Linked DNA regions of Arabidopsis thaliana: region 2 is linked to region 1. A link is a contact called in public targeted proximity ligation data. All regions are on one chromosome and are shown on one strand. The core of a region is the stretch at or near the end of the contact, and the rest is flanking DNA. Distances in the headings are between cores, read along the strand shown.

Region 1 (4,733 bases), core at 1,045-3,544:
TCACAACCTCAGCAATGTGTTCAGGCCCAACGTTTTCTGTGAGCATCACATTCTCTTCAGAAGAAGTTCCTTCAAGTTGGGCAATTGCAGATTCCACTTCTTGAATTGCGCCATATCTTAGATCAGCAGCTCTTGCAAGGTCATATCTTCGTTCTGCCTCCTGCAAAGAAAACATGAGCTCTTCTCTTTTCTGTTTAAGCCTTCGAATCTCATCAATTCTCTCTTTCTCCTTTCTGTATTTCATCGTGAGAGGCTGAAGCTTGTCTCTCAGGTCATCAAGCTCTTTCCGCACCTACAGATTCATAGTTTGAGAAAATTATATCAAAGACTCATCGCAAAAACAGATGCTAACAATCAAGAATTCCAGAACAAGCACAATAGTCTTATATTTGAAGCGCTATCTACTGATGAGAAAAGAAAGCTGTATCATACCTCTATAAGTCGAGCTTTGCTGGCTTTATCCTTCTCCCTTTCCAAGGCGTGAAGTTCAATTTCCAGCTGCATCCTCTTCCTTTCAAGGTTATCAATCTCTTCAGGTTGACTATCAAGCTGGACTCTCACATTCGCACAAGCCTCATCAACCAAATCAATTGCTTTATCCGGTAAATGCCGACCTAAATCGCCACAAAAATGTCATGTCAAGAACAACACTATATGAAACCATAAACATCAGCTTAGGATTAAGAATCTTAACATACCAGTTATGTAACGAGCAGACAGCTGAGCAGCATTTATAAGAGCTCTGTCTTGGATTCGCACACCATGATGTCCCTCATACTTCTCCTTGAGTCCTCTAAGGATACTAATGGTGTCAGGCACACTTGGCTCCGCAACATAGACTTGTTGGAACCTCCTCTCAAAGGCAGCATCTTTCTCAACATATTTCCTGTATTCTTCAAGCGTTGTAGCACCAATGCATCGAAGCTGCCCTCTAGCTAACATGGGCTTGAACAGATTAGCTGCATCCATCGACCCTTCAGTTTTGCCAGCACCAAGAACCAAATGAATCTCATCAATAAAGAGAATCACTTTGCCTTCAGCGTCCTCAACTTCTTTCAAAACAGATTTCAACCTTTCTTCAAACTCTCCTCGGTATTTAGCACCAGCAACTAACGCACCCATGTCCAACGAAATTAATCTCACATCAGTAAGACTGTTGGGCACATCTCCTTTCACAATCCTTTGTGCTAAACCTTCAACCACAGCTGTTTTACCAACTCCTGGCTCTCCAATAAGCACAGGATTGTTCTTCGTTCTCCTCGAAAGAATCCTCACGACTCTTCTAATCTCCTCATCACGACCAATCACAGGATCAAGCTTCCCTGCTTGCTCAACCAAATCTCTTCCATAAGTCTTTAAAGCTTGAAAATTTGTGTCCCCTGAAGCACTCTCAACTTTCTTCCCTTCTTTCCCACGAAGCTTCTCAACCTCAGACTTTACCCTCGCCGTCGCTACACCGACTTCGTTCAACAAATCCCTGATTTGAGAATCTTCAAGAAGACCCATAATCAACTGGTCAACAGCCAAATGAGTATCACCTCGTGACTTCTGAGCAGCTTGAGCACGACGAATGACCTTAATAAGACTAGAACTCGCTGGAATATCATCAGGTGGAGGAGATTGTGAAGGAAGCTTCTTCAAGGCTTGATTGATCACTCTTTCAGCAGATTGAGCTGCGTTCTCGCCACCGGCACTAGAGATTGCTTGAGGAAATATACCGGTGGGATCAGAGATCAAAGCACCAGCTAAATGCAAAGGAGTGAATTGAGCATGTCCTGCATTCACAGCTAGCTCATGAGCTGTAGCAATTGTCTCGTTTGTCTTGTGTGTGAATTTCTCTGGATTCATCTTCGATTAGCTTTTGTAATCCCTGAAAAAAAAAAAAAAAAAAAAAAACTAATCTCAGTATCTTTTGTAAACCCTAATCACAAACACAAAAACACACAAATGAGAACAAGATTGTCGCGATCATTTACCTTAAAACGATATATGAGAACTGGGTTTGTTTCGTTGAGTTTCTTCAATGAGCCAGAGGACTTCTTCTCGGTAAAAAGTCTTCTCTTTTTGCAGAGAATCAAGCAGATTATAGCGGTAATGTTGTAAAATTGATAACTTTAGATGTTTGGATACTTTGTGAATTGCGAGAGAGCGAGGAGGCATGACTGCTTTTGTATATGGAAGGAGATTCATCTGGAAAGATAGAGAACTATCGTCGTTTTTTTGCATAGAACTAGAAGCTACCAGAGAATTCGAGAGAGAGTGTGAGAGAAACAAATGTCAATTCCACTCTTTTTGATCCGACAGGTAGATGTCACGTGGAATTTTCGCTTATTTTATTGCCAGCGTGGAATTTCCTTTTTTATTTGTAACGCTTTGAATTAATAACAACAAAAATTAATTTCTCCTCTTTTGCCGCATTATTTAATTTTAGACGAATGCTAAAAATAATTAAAATTATAAATCTAATTAATGAAAACTGAACTTGGCTAATTGTCTATTATTGATCAAAATCCAAAGATTTACGTTTAAATATCAAAAATACACAAATAGAAGAAACAATTATTTGGATCTTCTGAAAATAGATGTACAAAAAAGGAGGCTTGTATAAATTAAAGGAGTCAGATGGAAATATTTCAGAAATAATATTATATCTTATTTAACAAATAGTCCTTCATTTCCTCAGCCATTTTCATTTTCACAAGATCCTTGTGTTGATCCTATCCTCTGTTCTTCCTCGATCTGCGCAACGTTCTCTCTATTACTTCAAACTCCATTTTCATCTCGATTAACCCCTCTTCCTCAATTTTCCTCTCAGACCAATCTTGCTTCCGCGTCCCTCCTGTGATTTTCCTTCAAAAACGTAAGCTTTCTTCCTTATTTTGTTTTGTGTCAGTCTCAAAGTATATCGTCCTGTGGAGGAGCTAAGTATAAAGATTAATGAACCTTATTGCTCTCATTTTATTGTATACACTTTATCTAGATTAGTAAGGATGTAATTGTATAGGTTTAGATTGATATTCAGAATTTTTATGAAACGGAAGCATATAGAATTGTTGCATTGGGTTGATCGTAGAACCTCCCCTGAATTGGACAAAACACAGTGTTGTTATAAGTATTCGCTAAAAGTATCTGTTTTTATCTTGTACAGAGAGATTTATCTTTGTGTGTGGCATTCAAATGACGATGGGTGGTACTGAAAAGAATGTAGAGAATAAACAATATCGTTTGCCTCGAGAAGTCAAGGAAGCTTTACAAGCAATAGCATCAGAGTGGGAAGATGTGATTGATTCAAAGGCTCTGCAAGTTATTCCTTTAAAAGGTGCAATGACAAATGAGGTGTTTCAGATCAAATGGCCAACTAGGGAAAAAGGTCCTTCTCGTAAGGTTTTGGTTAGGATTTATGGTGAAGGTGTTGAGATTTTCTTTGATCGTGAGGATGAGATCAGGACATTTGAGTTCATGTCGAAGCATGGTCATGGACCTTTGTTGTTAGGTCGGTTTGGTAATGGTCGTATCGAAGAGTTCCTCCATGCACGGGTAATTATTTTTTTAATATCTGATTCTGTGTGTTCCTAAGTTATTGAGTATCTTTGCACTTCCCTGGTTTTTTTCATTCTTCAGGTAATTCTTGTGAATCTTTTTGTATTTGTTTACTGAATTTGTAACTTGTTTGCTGAACTATGAACTTTCAGACCCTATCTGCTTGTGACTTGCGTGATCCTGAAATATCTGGTCGAATAGCAACTAGGATGAAGGAGTTTCATGGTCTTGAAATGCCTGGTGCGAAAAAGGCTTTGCTTTGGGACAGATTACGGTACATTTCTTTGTTTTCTACCAGATTCTACTTTGCTTTCTACCAGATTCTACTTTGCTTTCTAACAAATCATTAAAATTTTGTTCTTTTTTGTAATCTTTTTCTCCACTTTGTTTTTTTTGTAACTTCAGAAATTGGCTCACTGCATGCAAGAGACTGGCTTCACCAGAAGAAGCTAAGTCCTTTCGTCTCGATGTTATGGAGATGGAAATTAATATGCTTGAGAAATCTCTCTTTGACAATGATGAAAATATTGGATTTTGCCACAATGATTTACAGTATGGGAACATCATGATGGATGAAGAGACCAAAGCAATAACCATCATTGTAAGGTTTCATGAATTTGTTTAGTCAGCTCTCCTTTTTTCGTATACCATTACTAGAAAAAATGGATCCTAACTCTGATTTTATTATTTTGTCTTATAAAAAATAGGATTATGAATATTCATGCTATAATCCTGTGGCTTATGACATTGCCAATCACTTCTGTGAGATGGCTGCCGATTACCACACTGAAACACCTCACATCATGGATTATAGTAAATACCCTGGTAAGTGTCTATTTCAAAGTCATCTTTCTTTATCTTTTGAAATGATAGAAGATCAATCATATATCTTAATATGTGACTAAATTATAACAGGTGTGGAGGAGCGACAAAGATTTCTGAAAACATATATGAGTTATTCAGGTGATTATTTTATCACACTTTCTTGCTATGAGCTTCAGCAATAAATCACTGTACAGCCATAATTCTCTATTTGTATTTGTTCTTGTGAGTCCAGATGAAAAGCCCAGCGATACTATGGTCAAAAAACTCCTAGAAGACGTTGAGAAATATACACTTGCTAGTCATCTAATTTGGGGTTTATGGGGAATTATATCGGTAATTTCTACAATACTCTTCTATCATACTTGCAT
Region 2 (4,684 bases), core at 1,599-4,098, 42 kb after region 1:
AAAAGATATAATTTTTTGCTATGCAAGAGAAGAAAAACGCAACTTTGTTTTAAACAGGTGATATCGACACTGAATTTGAACATGAAAGGACCACATTATATCTAGACGGGTGATCATTACAGTTCGGAGACAAGACATTGACCTTCCAACATCATCAGCAGCATATATACATCAAGGAACATCAAAAAAACAAGAGCTCCACAGAAACATTAGGAACAAGAACACAATGAGCAGAGGACACAACATGGCTATCAAGTCAAAAGCATGAAGAAACTGAGCTTCAAAATTCAAATGCATGGAGAAGCATAAAGACGAAATCTTTTCCAGTAATTAGAACAAAGGGCTTACCTTTAAAGTCAAGGAATGTCCTAATCGAGCTGCGAGGAAGCTAGAGCCAATCCAACAAGAGAAACATAACAGAGCTGCTAAAACACCAGATTTCTTATCCAAACAGATGTAAAAGACAGCATAAGTCACAGTGAGGGTAAAACCAATGTCCAAACGCAAAACACCATCAAATGTCAGCGACTTGAGGAACCCTAATTGAGAGTGATCTAAAATCGGTGGCGTAGAGTAGAGGAAAAGGAGAGTAGCGAAGACGTTTGGCCATACGAAGAGAGTGTGGATTATAATGTTAATGGGATTGCTGTGATAAGCTCCATAGAAAGCAAAATGCTTCTCTAGATCGAGCAATCCGATGCGATTGCTCATGGTTTAAAGTTTTCTCTAAACACTTTAGTGGGAGACTTTCTTGGAAAGACGAAAGGAAGAGACTTTTGGGATTATTGGCGTTTACTTAGAAGATGCGTCACCTAGAGTATGCTAACATGCGCATATTTGACAAACTAATGTACGCTTTTTTGTGGTGATCGTTGACCAAGTCATAAGTATTGCGATTGCGTTTTGATTTTGGAATAATCAAGGGAATTTCAGTAGCTTAAAGCGGTTGAAGCAATAAGAAATTGTGATTCATTTCGTAATTTTATTAGAATTGTCAATAGTAAAACAATAGGATATAATTCATGATTTTTTTCACGTGGGTTAAAAAAACTCGGTAAAATCACAAAGATATCATGTTATGTTACCAACATATTTCTACCGTAGTTTAGTCATCATCAAAAGAAAAACTCTAACCAAATAAATGACGAAAGTAGGCACAAGTGCCACCATATTCACATACCATCAGCTAATAATATTCATTATACGTTAACGTATAAGATAATCTCATAATATAAGAGCAAAAACCGTTTAATCTAGTGATGGCTGCAGCTATATACTTCAGATATTGTGACGGTTGCCTTCCAAATCCTGGACCACGTCCTTTAATCTCGGTCTAAATGTTGTATTTTAAATTGGTTCATATCTCAAAACAAATCTTTCTGTGACCAAATATACGATCTTCTTATGTTTGTATAACAGCCATCATGATGTAGTTCCGATTTCTAAGAAATTAAGATGCAGTTTTTTTTTTTTTTTGCAATAGTTATGATTCATGTATAATTAAGAAACTATGATGTAACCCATTTTTGTATCTCTGTTTTATGATATTTGTTCGACATAAAATGATGAAACTGAACCATTTTGTTTTTATTAAGCCTTTTACATAATTTTTTGTTTTGGACCATGTTAGTTTTTCACCAGTTTAAAAACTTAATAGGAAATGATGTAAGAAATATTCTTTTTTTTTAATAAATAACTAAATTGTAGAACTTAGTCGGGGGAGAAAGAGATTAAGCACCAAATTGCAAGGATTTTAAATTGGTTTCTTTTAACAACTTCCAAATTTCAAGAAATAGTCAAAACTCAAAGGAGAGTTTGTCTGTCATATTCTTCTTTGTTTATAAATTTCCTTCATGACTTCCAACGTTCTATGTCTCTTGGAACCTGTAATCCACACGTGCTCTCTACTTCAGATTTCTTAGTATACAATTCACTCTTTTTAATACTATCATATACTCTTTTGATATCATAAATTTATTCAAATTAGGTACGGTTTCCAGATATTGGGGATTTTACGTAATACAGAATATACATAAGAGTATTTGATTACAAAATATACTCTCATTAGTCTAGTGTGCAACTTACGCCTAGTATTAATTAAAATATATATAAAAAGGCTAGCGTTCAAAACTTAAAGAATGGTTCAAACATGATTTTCAACTCTTAAACACACAATTTCTATTATGACAAGTTGAAAACATCATATTCAATTATTAATGTATCCAACTATCCATAATCCATTTGTAATTTAGTACTATAGTCTAGTTATATGACAAAGCAATCGGTCTCCATACTTTATATTATACACACAATATATCAACCAGGTAATAGTGCCTACAATTAATTTGACTTGCTCCTTGAATTTTTGGTGTAGTAGTAGTATTTATTTAGCAAGTAAAGCCACAAGAAATAAATAAGCAAATTGTCATTGGCTTGATTAAAGTTTCTAGAAAAAGTTGCAAAAAACGAATCACAGGGAACAAGTCTCTATGACACGCCAACTAAGACTGAGCTGTGTTATATTGACACCTTCTCCGTCACTCCTCCCCATCTCACGTCTCGCCACGTGGCCTCCGTTCTTACATCTTCCACGTGCTGTCATGTCTCTTCTCACAGCCATATATGTCTGCGCGAATCACTTCTTAATCCAACGGCTGAGATTTATTCATCTTCCTATTTTATTTTATTTCTCCTACTTGGTATATTATTAATTTACGTGTAAGCTGCGTGTTTCGGACGAGTAACAACGCATGAAATTAAAAATAAACAAAATCAAAATAGACAAAAGAGATCTTTTTCGTTGGAATGAAAAAAATAAAACTTTAGTCCAAATCCTTTTTCCATATTTATCACAAATTACATACTAAAAAAAAATAGACGCGGTCAAAATTCTCTCTCAATTCTATCAATATAAAGACAATCTCTTTCTCATTAGGGTTTTTAATTTTCATCATCATCATCACTCTCTCTGCTCCCAAATTCAGAAAAAAAGGAACGATTTTTATTTCCGGTGAATGAGAATTTTCTCTCGAATTTGATCGATCACATATTTCATCTGTGTGTTTTCATTTTGAGGATGCCAGCAACGGAATATCAAAGATCATTCGGGAGGTCTTTTCTGAATTTACGGCGAGACACGGCGGTGAACTCGGTTGAGTCAACGACGGTTACCCCCGAGTTGACTCAGATGGAAGCAGAGCTTGTTTCGTTTCAGAGAAAAGTTGCTGAGAGGTTTATCGATCTCAATGCGTCTAGTTGTGAAGATCTACTGTCTCTCGAATGGGTTGGGAAGCTTCTTGATTCGTTTCTATCTTGTCAAGAAGAGTTTCGTTCCATAGTCATCAATCATCGTTCGATGATTACTAAACCACCGATGGATCGATTGGTTTCAGATTACTTCGAGAGAAGTGTTAAAGCTCTTGATGTTTGTAACGCGATTCGTGATGGTGTTGAACAGATCCGTCAATGGCAGAAACTTATCGAGATTGTAATTTGTGCTTTCAACAACAATGGAGGAGGAAGTAGTGGCAAGAGACCTCTTGGAGAAGGTCAGTTTCGTCGTGCGAGGAAGACTTTGATTGAGTTAGCTATTGGTATGCTTGATGAGAAGGATTCATCTTCTAGCTCAGTGTCGTCTCAGCATCGTAACCGGTCTTTTGGAAGGAACAAGGAGCAGCTTCATCACCGAACAATCGGGCATTTCAGGTCGCTTTCTTGGAGTGTTTCGAGATCATGGTCTGCTTCTAAGCAACTACAAGCTATTGGAAACAACTTAGCTACGCCTCGAGCTAGTGACATTACTGCAACTAATGGTCTTATTGTTCCGGTTTATACAATGACTACGGTATTGTTGTTTGTGATGTGGGCACTTGTAGCTGCGATTCCTTGTCAAGACAGAGGTTTGCAAGTACATTTCAATGTTCCTAGGAATTACCAATGGGGAGGTTCGTTGATGTCGTTGCACGATAGGATCATTGAGGAATCGAAGAAGAGAGAGAGGAAGAATACATGTGGGTTGTTGAAAGAGATTCATCAGTTTGAGAAGACTTCAAGATTGATGAATGAGTTGGTTGATTCTGTTCAGTTTCCTTTGTCTGAAGAGAAAGAGATGGAAGTGAGAGAGAGAGTTGAGGAATTGGGGAAGCTTCAAGAGGCTTTGAAGAATGGTTTGGATCCGTTTGAGAGGAAAGTGAGGGAAGTGTTTCATCGGATTGTAAGAAGCAGAACAGAAGGTCTTGATACTGTTGGAAAGCATCATGGTTCTGAATGATGTTTATCGAAAATTCAATGGAACATCATCATCTGTTTAATATTCTGGAGAGTTGAAGTATGTTTATCAAATTGTGGGTTTGTTTGTCTGGTGAACGTGAAGATCATGGAGACAAATTGCTAGAGAACGAGAGAACATTTTGGTTAAAGGTTGTTAATATAAAAGACAGGAGATACAAACCACTCCATTTTTCCAATCTTTGTTGTTTATGTATAATTTTCTCATCAAAGATTGTTAATTATGAATAAGGTTCCATTTTATACGGATCGGAACTTGCATTACAATTTAAAGATATTTCTTTCTGATCGATTAGATAAATTGTCTGTTTTTGATTATAGTCGACGTTTCTTAAAGAAGAAACACAATTAGAATAGAAAAGGCATCATGAATTAAAAAAGATATACAATCAGTTAC

What was found.
Region 2: a targeted proximity ligation map of shoot shows a contact between it and region 1, with 11 read pairs. A contact is called at or near these places in 1 of 26 Hi-C or Micro-C datasets (callus) and 1 of 2 datasets of targeted methods (shoot).

What each region holds. Positions count from the first base shown.
Region 1 is chr1:27,938,015-27,942,747 of TAIR10.1, forward strand. HSP101 (heat shock protein 101) reads right to left here and starts at 2,295. Exons shown (of 6, transcript NM_106091.4): 1 at 1,977-2,295; 2 at 699-1,870; 3 at 433-614; 4 at 1-292. The coding sequence starts at 1,848. It overlaps AT1G74320 (Protein kinase superfamily protein), which reads left to right and starts at 2,580. Exons shown (of 8, transcript NM_106092.4): 1 at 2,580-2,860; 2 at 3,149-3,537; 3 at 3,693-3,814; 4 at 3,946-4,141; 5 at 4,248-4,365; 6 at 4,456-4,503; 7 at 4,598-4,698. The coding sequence starts at 3,178.
Region 2 is chr1:27,979,661-27,984,344 of TAIR10.1, forward strand. It overlaps AT1G74450 (BPS1-like protein (DUF793)), which reads left to right and starts at 2,849. Exons shown (of 1, transcript NM_106105.2): 1 at 2,849-4,620. The coding sequence starts at 3,077. The coding sequence ends at 4,270. It overlaps AT1G74440 (ER membrane protein, putative (DUF962)), which reads right to left and starts at 744. Exons shown (of 6, transcript NM_106104.3): 1 at 349-744. The coding sequence starts at 711. It overlaps AT1G09463 (a long non-coding RNA gene), which reads left to right and starts at 32. Exons shown (of 1, transcript NR_139630.1): 1 at 32-344.